Linked DNA regions of Mus musculus: region 1 is linked to region 2. A link is a contact called in public promoter capture Hi-C data. All regions are on one chromosome and are shown on one strand. Each heading gives the region's core, a stretch centred on a gene start, on an enhancer-like site or on the middle of the called end of the contact. The rest is flanking DNA. Distances are from core to core; before and after follow the strand shown. Region 1 holds the start of Mkrn2 (makorin, ring finger protein, 2). Region 2 holds the start of Atg7 (autophagy related 7).

What was found. Promoter capture Hi-C pulls out the DNA fragments that hold promoters and counts their contacts.
Region 1: a contact with region 2 is called in a promoter capture Hi-C map of pre-B cells, with 7 times the contacts expected there. The contact joins the promoter of Mkrn2 here to the promoter of Atg7 in region 2. A contact is called at or near these places in 1 of 39 promoter capture datasets (pre-B cells) and 1 of 115 datasets of contacts at active chromatin or transcription factors (astrocytes).

The regions. Positions count from the first base shown.
Region 1 is chr6:115,598,410-115,603,694 of GRCm38.p6, reverse strand. It overlaps Mkrn2 (makorin, ring finger protein, 2), which reads right to left and starts at 1,757. Exons shown (of 8, transcript NM_023290.3): 1 at 1,682-1,757. The coding sequence starts at 1,707.
Region 2 is chr6:114,641,101-114,646,286 of GRCm38.p6, reverse strand. Atg7 (autophagy related 7) reads right to left here and starts at 3,160. Exons shown (of 19, transcript NM_028835.5): 1 at 3,137-3,160.

The DNA of each region.
Region 1 (5,285 bases), core at 508-3,007, 960 kb before region 2:
TGAGTTCAAGGCCAGCCTGATACATATAGAGAGTTTCAGGATATACACAGAGAGACTCTGTCTCAAACAACAAAACTGTAAACAAGCAGAGTTTTAGAGGTTATTTTCTAAGTAGCTTGAGTCTGCTTTAAAGGCCACTGTGGTAGGAACACGTCCTCCTGCAGACGGAAGGGAGTAAGTACCCATTCACTCATCCTCAACAGAGACGTTCTAGTAGCGATGACCTGCAAGCACTGTTACAGGACTGCCGAAAAGTTCCCATTGCTGTGATAAATCACCAGGACCTAAAGCGACTTTGGGAGGAGAGCTTAGACTTGTAGGTATCTTCTACTTAAGTGTCTTACTCCATCACTATGGGAGGCCAGTGCAGGACTCCAGGCAGGAGCTAATGCAGAAGCAAGGAGAGTGCTGTTGACTGGCTTGACCCTCTTGGCTTGCTCAGCCTTTCTTACTGCACCCAGGACCACTAGCCCAGAGGTGGCACCACCCACAGTGAGCTGGGTCCTCCCACATCAGTTATCAACCAAGAGGTTCCCTCTTCCCAAATGATGATGTCTCATGTCAACTTTGTCAAGTTAACACAAAACTAGCATATGCATACACACAGACACACACAGACATACACAAACTGCAGTTTTCTGATTACTACTTAACATAAACCACCTGGGACCTTGGTACATGGTTCAACCCTTAATATCTTAAGTCGAACAGAACTCTTCATAAAGGTATTAGTTCTAGGAGTCTGCACTAATGAGAAATAACAAGGTCATTAAATGCTTACCACATATCCAAACTACATCTCAATTTCTTAATTTACTGAAACCAACTAAAGTCTGTATAAGCCGAGGCTCCTTTAATCCAAAAAGCTTGGGCTCAGGAGAGTCTTTAATTTTTTTTGTACTTTACAGTATTTTCATGTACATAAGGTCTTGGGGATAGTACAAGAGTCTAAACACAGAATTCATCATTTCACATATGCTTATACACATACCCTGAAAAAGTTCTCTGTGTAGCCTTTGCTGTCCTGGACTCCCTCTATAGACCAGGCTGGCTTCAACTAACTGAGATCCACCTGCCTCTGCCTCCCAGTGCTGGGATTAAAGGCGTGCGCCACCACCGCCCGCCTTCTATTTAGGTATCTTAAGAGTATTGGATTTTGGAGCCTTTTGAAATTTGGGTTTCCACAGTCGGGATTCTCACAAGCCTTACTTCCCAAGCTGCACCTCCTGAGCATGCAAACTCACAGGACTAGACCCCAATGACAGCCACAAGCTCGTCACCAAGTTAGTACGTTGCTACTCAACCCAACTATTTTTGTTTCAAAATAGTAGTCACGGAATAGTTTTCTGCTTTCCACTTCGTCTAACAAGCCGCCTTTCTGTTCCTAAATGGGTGTCGCTTTACCTCTGGTGGCCTCGGTTTCCTGCATCTCGAAATGGGACTCTTCGGAGGCTCAGTGGTGATGCTGGATAAGAAATGCGACCTGCCCGTGTTTCCCCGCAATCGCCCTCGCTCACTCTCTGCAAGTCGCGGTTGCAGCAGCTCTTGCCGCTCTAGCCTCTATGCGGCCTTCCTGCGCGTTATCCGCGCTGTCCGCCCCCCGCCACCGCCCGCCTCGGCCCCTCGCCTCCCTCCCTGGCTGCCCCGCAGCGCCCAAGGCCCAGAGGGGCCGCGCACTCACCTGCAGGTGACCTGCTTGGTGCTCATGGCGGCGGGGCCACGGGCTGGAGTCGCACTGAAACCTCAGAGCCGCCAGCGCCGTGGCCCAGCCCGGCCCCGCCCCGCCCTTCCCCGCCCCGCCCCGCCCCCCGCGGAGTCGCGTCACTCCTGCGCGCGCCACCCTCGTTCGTGCGCTACTTCTAAGGTGCCGCCCGGAAACCTAACCACCATCACAATGGGTTCCGCCAGGGCCTGGAGCCGGAAGGTCCCTACTCCTTAGTAGTCCGGATCCCAACTTTCTGAGGCTAAGGGTCTGAGCATGTCTAGTATACTGAATTTACCAATCATCTGCGAGGCCCTTACTTCTAGGGTTCGGCCCCCATCTCTCAAGGCAGTCTTTTAAGATGATGATGATGATGATTGATGATGTTAATGATGATAAAAGTAATTTTACTATTTATCTTTATTTTATGATATGAGTGTTTTTGCCTGCATGTGTGGCTGTACACCAAGTGGAATGCAGTGCTGGTGCAAGCCAGAAGAGGGAGTTAGATCACCTGAAACTGGAGTTGCAGACGATTGTGAGTTACCATGTCGGTGCTGGGAACTGAACCCTGGTCCCCAACTAAACAGCCAGTGCTCCTAACCACTGAGCCATCCTCTAGTAAGAATTTTTATTTATTTATTTATTTTTGGATAATTTCATACATGTGTACAATGTATTTGATTATATCCACACCAAATATCCTCTCCCCGTACTGATCTTTTTGTGTACATACATACATACATACATACATGCATACATACATACATACGTACATAACTCAAGGCAGGAATCTGGAGGCAGACACTGAAGCAGTATGTACATATATATAATTTGGATTTTTGCAAACTACAGTTGTGTTATCAGCTTTGAAAAAGTGTCTCCTGGTTTATTGTGTTGAGTTGGCATTGTATAGAAATGAACAGCAGGGGGCTGGAGAGATGGCTCAACGGTTAAGAGCACTGACTGCTCTTCTGAAGATCCTGAGTTCAAATCCCAGCAACCACATGGTGGCTCACAACCAGCCGAAATGAGATCATGAGATCTGGTGCCCTCTTCTGGTGTGTCTGAAAACAGCAACAGTGTACTTACATATAATAAATAAATTTAAAAAAGAAGAAGAAGAAAAAATGAACAGCATAGTACTCTGGAAACATTATGGGTATTCTTTTCATTTTATAGAGGTGGTACACTGTAAAAACAGGTAAGGACTTCTGAATGCTCAGCTCTAAATAGAACATGTGTGCCAATACCCTGACCTTGCTAGCAAGGCTCTGAGAATATCATGGAAGGGGGAGAAAGAATGTAAAAGCTGGAGGGTTGGGAGAGTGCCATGGAATGCTGTCTCCCGACATGACATAGCTTTAGACTTAGGAACACTCAGTAGCTGTGGCTACCTACAAAAGATCTGCAGAAGACTGTGCCCACGGCCAATTGTGGTAGTGCATGCCTGTGATGGTTTGTATGTGCTTGCCCAGAGAATGGCACTATTTGAAGGTGTGGCCCTGTTAGAGTAGGTGTGTTAGTGTGAGTGTGGGCATTAAGATCCTCATCCTAGCTGCCTGGAAGTGAGTCTCCCACTAGCAGCCTTAAGACAAAGATGCAGAGCCGGGCGTGGTGGCTCACGCCTTTAATCCCAGCACTCAGGAGGCAGAGGCAGGTGGATTTCTGAGTTCGAGGCTAGCCTGGTCTACAAAGTGAGTTCCAGGACAGCCAGGGCTATACAGAGAAACCCTGTCTCAAAAAAAAAAAAAAAAAAAAAGACAAAGATGTAGAACTCTCAGCTCTACCTGCACCATGCCTGCCTGGATGCTGCCATGTTCCTGCCTTGATGATAATGGACTGAACTTCTGAACCTGTAAGCCAGCCCCAATTAAATGTTGTCCTTTATAAAACTTGTATTGGTCATGGTGTCTATTCACAGCAGTAAAACCCTGTGCTAGGCCTGACCATGCTTTTGTTTGGAAGAATATAGATTTGGGGACTTTGGATTTGGAAAGCAGTGGAATGCTTTAAAAAGGGATTAGTGGGTTATCCTAGCAGGAATACGGAAGACTTTGTTACTGAGAGTGATTTGAATTGTGCTGACCTGGCCCAAGAGGTTTCAGGGGAGAATTTCAGTTTGTGGGCTAGAGACTGTTTTTGTGGTATTTTTGGTGAAGAATATGCTCTTGTCTGAAGAGTCTGCCTGAGGCTAAAGTGAAGAGACACAGATTGATTGCATTGACAAAGGAAGCCTCAGAAAAGCCCATCATAGACTTTGTTTTCTGGTTAAGCCTCATGAAGAGCATTTTAAACAAGTGCAGCCAGCTGATAATGGAAAAATATAAAAATATATGGTTTGAGTATTAAAGGGGCACCAGGAAGTGAAATGGAGCTGAAGGATATTAAATTGAATTTAGGGGGTGGTGACTTTGTGGCAAGATCCCACCCAGCTAAATTTAGATCCAGTAGCAGAAGCCTTTAATCCCAGGAGGCAAAGACAAGCAGATCTCTGAGTTCAAGGCCAGCCTAGAACAGAGCAAGTTCTAGGTAGAGAAAAACCTTTTTTTTTTCTTTTTAGGGGGAGTTTTTCGAGACAGGGTTTCTCTGTGTAGCCCTGGCTGTCCTGGAACTCACTCTGTAGACCAGGCTGGCCTTGAACTTGGAAATCCACTTGCCTCTGCCTCCCAAGTGCTGGGATTAAAGGCGTGTGCCACCACCGCCCGGCAGGTGAAGAAAAACTTAAATCCAGGTTTGGTGGCCCACACCTTTAATCCCAGTGTTTAGGAGACAAGCATGCAGATCTCTGAGTTCAAAGTCAGTCTACAGAGCAAGTTCCAGGATAGCCAAGGTTAGGTAGTGAAGGAGTTAGAAAACAGAAAGCTAGTTAGTGATAATGTAATAGAACATGGGGCCATGTTCCAGCCCCAGCAAGCAGCAGAACTTGGCAGCTTTGGCCACATGGCTCTGGCTTTAGAGTCCAGAATTAAAGGGACTACTGGGAAAATTGATGCTGGTTATCTGGAGCTAAGAAATTAGTGGTGATTTAGAAGAGGCCAGCATCACTGAGGTGAAATCTTCTGGGAAGTGTCTTCTGAGAGCACAAAGAAGCTGTGTTCCAGAGATAGCCAAGGTTGTACCTCATGCTGCAGCTGGACTTGGTAATGTGTAAGAGTCACCCAGGGGGTACTGGTTTTGAAGGCATGAAGGGGTCATGAAGAGCAGCTGATGCTTGACACTGTGAGAGGCCATGGAAGGCCATTGGTGAAAGTGCCAATTGGAGCCCTTTGGAGGAGCAAAGAAGATCATGTGTGGATCCCAGGCATTGAAACAGAAGCTGTAACATTGACGTGTTGCCTCAAGATATTTGATATGCCAGAGCTGTGGTCGATCTGCTGAGGAAAGCTGCTAAAAAGCAGTGGAACCAGACTAGGAGAAAGTTTGTTACTGTCAACAAAGATGAAAAAGGTGTTGGAGATACAAAGACTGCTTTGACACCAGCCATGGAGATGCAGTTTGGAGTTTGCCCAGTTGGTTTCCAGTCTTGCTTTGAAGATGACAGTTAAGTGATTGGATGAATCTCAGAAGAGACTCTGAACTT
Region 2 (5,186 bases), core at 1,911-4,410:
GAGGGCAGAGCTCTATGCAAGACAACTGTAAGCAGTGTAAGAAAACTGGGGGACAAAGCTGGGGTGAAGATAGCTTTCATTGTTTGGGTTTGGCTCAAATACTATGTCCTCAGAGTTTATTCTTGTTCAACACATTCTCAAATAGTATCCTCAAATCCAAACAGAAACCAAATGGCTCCTGGTTGCTCTCCATCCTGTTACCTGGAATTTTATACAACCACCCAGGACTTGAAGCACCTCCCACTCCTTAGAAGTATTCTGTCACTAATTCATTCATTTCTGGAGACTGGGCTTCATGTAGCCCAAGCTGGCCTTGACCAAGGCATGCAGCTGAAGATGGCTTTGTTCCTTGTCCATTTTCATGTGGTTGTGTTGTCCATGTATGTATATGCGTGTTTGCATTATGGGAGGGCACATGTGCACAGGGGTGCACATATGTGCACATTCTTGTGGAGGCCCAGGTTGAAGTTGGGAGTCATCCTCCATCACATTCCACCTTGTTCCATTGAAGCAGTCTCTCAATCAGACCCAGGACTCATCAATATTCCATATCATTAGTCTAGCTAGCCAGCTTGCTCTGCACAGCCAGCCTCTACCCTCCAAGGCTGAAATTACAGACAGGTCATCAAGCCCACCTGGTACTTATGAGGATTCTGGGTCGCTGATCCTTGTGTTTGCATGGCATGGGTAAGCCACTGAAACATTGCTCCAGGCCTCAACTTTTTTATTTGTTTAGACAAAGCCCCACTGTGAAGATCAGGATGGTCTCCAGTTCCTAAGGTACTGAGATGAAACGATTGTACAATTATGCCTATCAGAAGATTGATCTCTTGGTTTTTAAAGACAAGGTCTCTCTGAATAGCACTGGCTACCCCTGTAATTTATTCTGTAGATGAGGCTGGCCTTGAACTCGGAGATCCACCAGAGTGCTGGGATTAAAGGTGTGCACCACCACACCTAGCATGTGGAACTCTTAATCCTTCTTTCTCTGCTTTCTCTGCCTCAGCCTCTCAAGTGCTGAGATTAAGATAATCACTACCAGCCGGGTGTGGTGGTGCACGCCTTTAATCCCAGCACTCCGGAGGCAGAGGCAGGCGGATTTCTGAATTCGAGGCCAACCTGGTCTACAGAGTGAGTTCTAGGACAGCCAGGGCTACACAGAAAACCCTGTCTTGAAAAACAAAAACAAAAAAAAAAAAAAAAAAAAAGATAATCACTACCACCTCATTTAAAGTGTACAATTCACTGACACTTAACTTACAAATAAAGCCTGGTACATAATAGGCATTCGCATGTGTCTTTTATTTGGTATTCAAGTATGCCATTTACTTGGTATATCTATGCATATTTGTTAAACATATATACCAGACACTGCTTTGTATGTTAGGATTTAATAATATAAAAGTCTTGTATCACAGTAGAACTGACTATAAAGAACTAAGTGCATTTAGCTACAGAGGAGAGAGGAAGGCAGTCTAGCAGTTTTCAAAGATACACATGGGGCAACTAAAAGCAAGTATGACTCTAATTGGGCAATGGGCTGTGACTGCAAGCCACAGTCCTTAACTCCTCACATGACTTTTTTGAGTAAGAACTGGGTGGAGGCAAGCTGGAAGCAACAGGAAGTCATGAGCTTTCACAAACCAAGGCCAAAAAAAAAAAATAAATAAAATAAAATAAAATAAAAAATAAACAAATAAACAGTCTATGGGAAAGGAAAAGCCCGAGGCAGAGCCCTCAAGTCTACAAGGCAGACAGGTCTGTTTACCAGTTACATGGGTTTTAAAAAAAGAAAGACAAAGTCAAACCAACATAAAAAGCCACCAAATTAGCACGTTTGAAAGGGAAAGCACATTTGTGACCAGGATTTATAAATAGGATGCCTGATATGGGAGTGAAGCTCTGAGGTGATGATAGAGTATTTGCTGTCAATATGACTCCAAAGTCTCTTTTTTTTTCCCCAGGAACCACTTTCCATTTGTTTACCCCTGTTTCCCCCCTGTATAAGCTATAAGGCACACACACACACACACACACACACACACACACACACACACACACCGTCTTGTAATTTATCCATTAGAAATAGGAAACCCTGGATGTAAAAAAAAAAAAAAAATCAATAAATAGTCCATGATATTATGATGCCCAGCATGCAGGAACACATCAGAAAAACAGGCGTAGTGGTACACACCTGTAATCCCAGGACTCAAGGAGGTGGAAGTAGAAATATAAAAACTCAAAGGCCGGCCTCTGCTTCACTGAGTGTTCAAAGACAGCATGGGGTGCATGGCATTCAGTCTTAAAAAAATAAATTAATTTATACTGGAAAGCTGACTCGACTCAGTGCTTACAAAGACCTGGGTAGGGTTTCCAGCACCCATATCAGGCACAGCTTGCCTGGAGCTCCACTTCTGCTGGGGTCCGCCATGTCTTGTCTCTGGAGGCATGAGACCACACACGCATACACGCACTCAAAGTTACAAATAATTTTAAAGAATTAAATAAAATTGCAGACGCAGGTTGATTCGGTCTCATCTCAAATTCAATTTGGCATGTGCTGGTAATTGAACCCAGGACCCTGGAACGCTGAAGAACCGCTCTGGGACTTAACTACATCCCACACCCGTTTTCCAGTTTGCAAAAGGGTTTGTGTCCGATTGCCTAGGCTGGTTCTAAATAGCAGTTCTCTTGGCTCAGGTTCCCTGCGGCTGGGGTCACCTCTCTCCGCGACCATGCCTGGCTCAGAAACTTTCTGACAAGTGCATTTGCCTCACCAGGCTGATTTCCTATAAAGTACTAATTTGTAATCTCTGGGTCCTTTAAGGGGATGCAGAACCTCTAGTAGAAAAGATTTAATTATGTCCTCCTCATAAGTAACAAGATCAAGTCCCTTCACAGTCCGGGGACACAAGCTTACTCCGTGGCCGGTCCACACACGCCAAAGGCAGCACTTCACAGAATGAGCAACCAGAGGCGCCTCCCGACCCGGAGATCGCAACACTCTCTGCCGGAGTACGAGGGGACCGAGTATAGACAGGTGAAGAATATTCCAGACCAGCCCAAAACTGGCTTCAGCTTTCCTAAGTGAACCCCGCCAGCCCCGGCAGCTGCTCCGCAACCACGGCTTACTTACCGCCGCTCAACTTCCGGCAACCACAGCCCCAGCCGCGCCGCGCGGCCCAATGACGTAATAACCCAGCCCACACAAACGCGGAAGCGCGGCGCGCATGCGCACTACAACAACAACGACAAAAAGGGTCCCCACAACCGCAATAACGGGGCGAAACTAAGGCTAACCTGTAAGCCTTTTGGGGCTTGTAAGGAAGATTACATTTTCCTGCGAGTGACTCTACAGTACTACGGAATTATTATCAAATTCCCAGGGTAGTACTAGAGTACAGGTGTTGAAACAAGGTTTATTTTTATTTTTTGCATTTTTAATTTTTTAAAAAGGTTATGTCCTCCTCATATTTACACTACATAGCCATGGCTGTTCTGGACCTGTATACATATACATCAGTCTAGTCTCGAACTAACAGAGATTGCTTACCTTTGCTTTGCCCCAGTGCTGGGATTAAAAGCTTGCCCAACCAAATATAACTCTGGAAAACCAAATAGAATCTAAAATATCCACCAAGCTACTGCAGCCAGCAACTTCAGTGACTATAAAATCACTTCTTAAGAACCTAATATGGGCCAGACGGTGTGGGATATGTCTTAAATTCCAGCATTTGGGCTGGGCGTGGTGGCACAAGATTTTAATCCCAGCCCTCAGGAGGCAGAGGCAGGCAGATTTCTGAGTTCAAGGCCAGCCTGGTCTACAAAGTGAGTTCCAGGACAGCCAGAGTTATACAGAGAAACCCTGTCTCGAAAAACAAAACAAAACAAAACAAAACAAAAAATCCAGCATTTGGGAGGCAGAGGTAGGTGGATCTGTGAGTAGTGAGTTCTGGGACAGCCAGGGCTACACTATCTCAAACAAAACAAACAAACAAATAAAACGAACAAAAAACTTACTACTGGGAAAACATTTTTTTTTTTGACAGGATAATGAACATAATGAAATGCTCTAGCCTGGGGAGTCTTGCACATGAGTGACTTCCTTAGCGACAAGAGTGTACTTGACTTGATTTAGTTCTATAGTCCAGGATGATCAGAGCTCAAGGCAAGCATCCTGATACCGCATCACCATTGCTGAGATGGCAGTCCACGGACACCTTTCCTGGCACACAGTGCCTTTGGAGTGCCTCTAGGGATTCATCATAATATCTTGGACTATTTATTGATTTTTTTTTACATTAAGGGTTTCCTATTTCTAATGGATAAATTACAAGGTGGTGTGTGTGTGTGTGTGTGTGTGTGTGTGTGTGTGTGTGTGTGTGTGCCTTATAGCTTATACGGGGGGGGGGGCAGAGTAAACAAATGGAAAGTGGTTCCTGGAAAAAAGAAAGAGAGACAGACAGAGAGAGAGAGAGACAGACACTTTGGAGTCAGAGTGACAGGAAATAATCTTAGACTCTGAAAAATAAGAAAAAAAACCCCACAAAATGAGCGTTAGGAAGAAGGCATGAAGTTGGGGAACAAGGAATAACTACTGGAATGGAAGACCACCCTGAACTACAGGTGGGTAAATGTCTCCAGGACCACAACTGGCTACCAATCACAGCTGATCAACAATTTTGCACCCAAGTCATCATCTTGCCCCAAACATCACAGAGAGCAAGATGGAAGGTGTGAATTCCTGCTTCTGATAAGTTTTCTCTGCTTAAGGAGTAACACACAAGACCAGAAAAAAAAAGGCAAATGGGAGCTAGTATAATACAAGAGGGCTGGACCATGCTGTGCTGGATGGACTGTTCCCTCTCCTGGCCAGCCTGTTCTCTGGTGGCTTCTTTGATGGGAGAAGCTAACCTTGGGACAAATGAAAATTTATCTATCCCCACACACTCTTCTCAATATTTTCAGTGGTATGCACAGAGTAGGCTACATTGAAGTGACACTGTGATCATTCTTTTTAGGATGGGGACTTGGAATGCTACATTGGCCTAAAGCTGTAGAACTAGATATCCTTACACTGAGGTTATGCACGGGACTCTGCAAGACCTAGAGCCTAGGTTCAAGATCCTAGGCTGAGCCTGAGGCTGGTCCTTTGTGATTACAGTGAATATTTTTGATTGGGCATG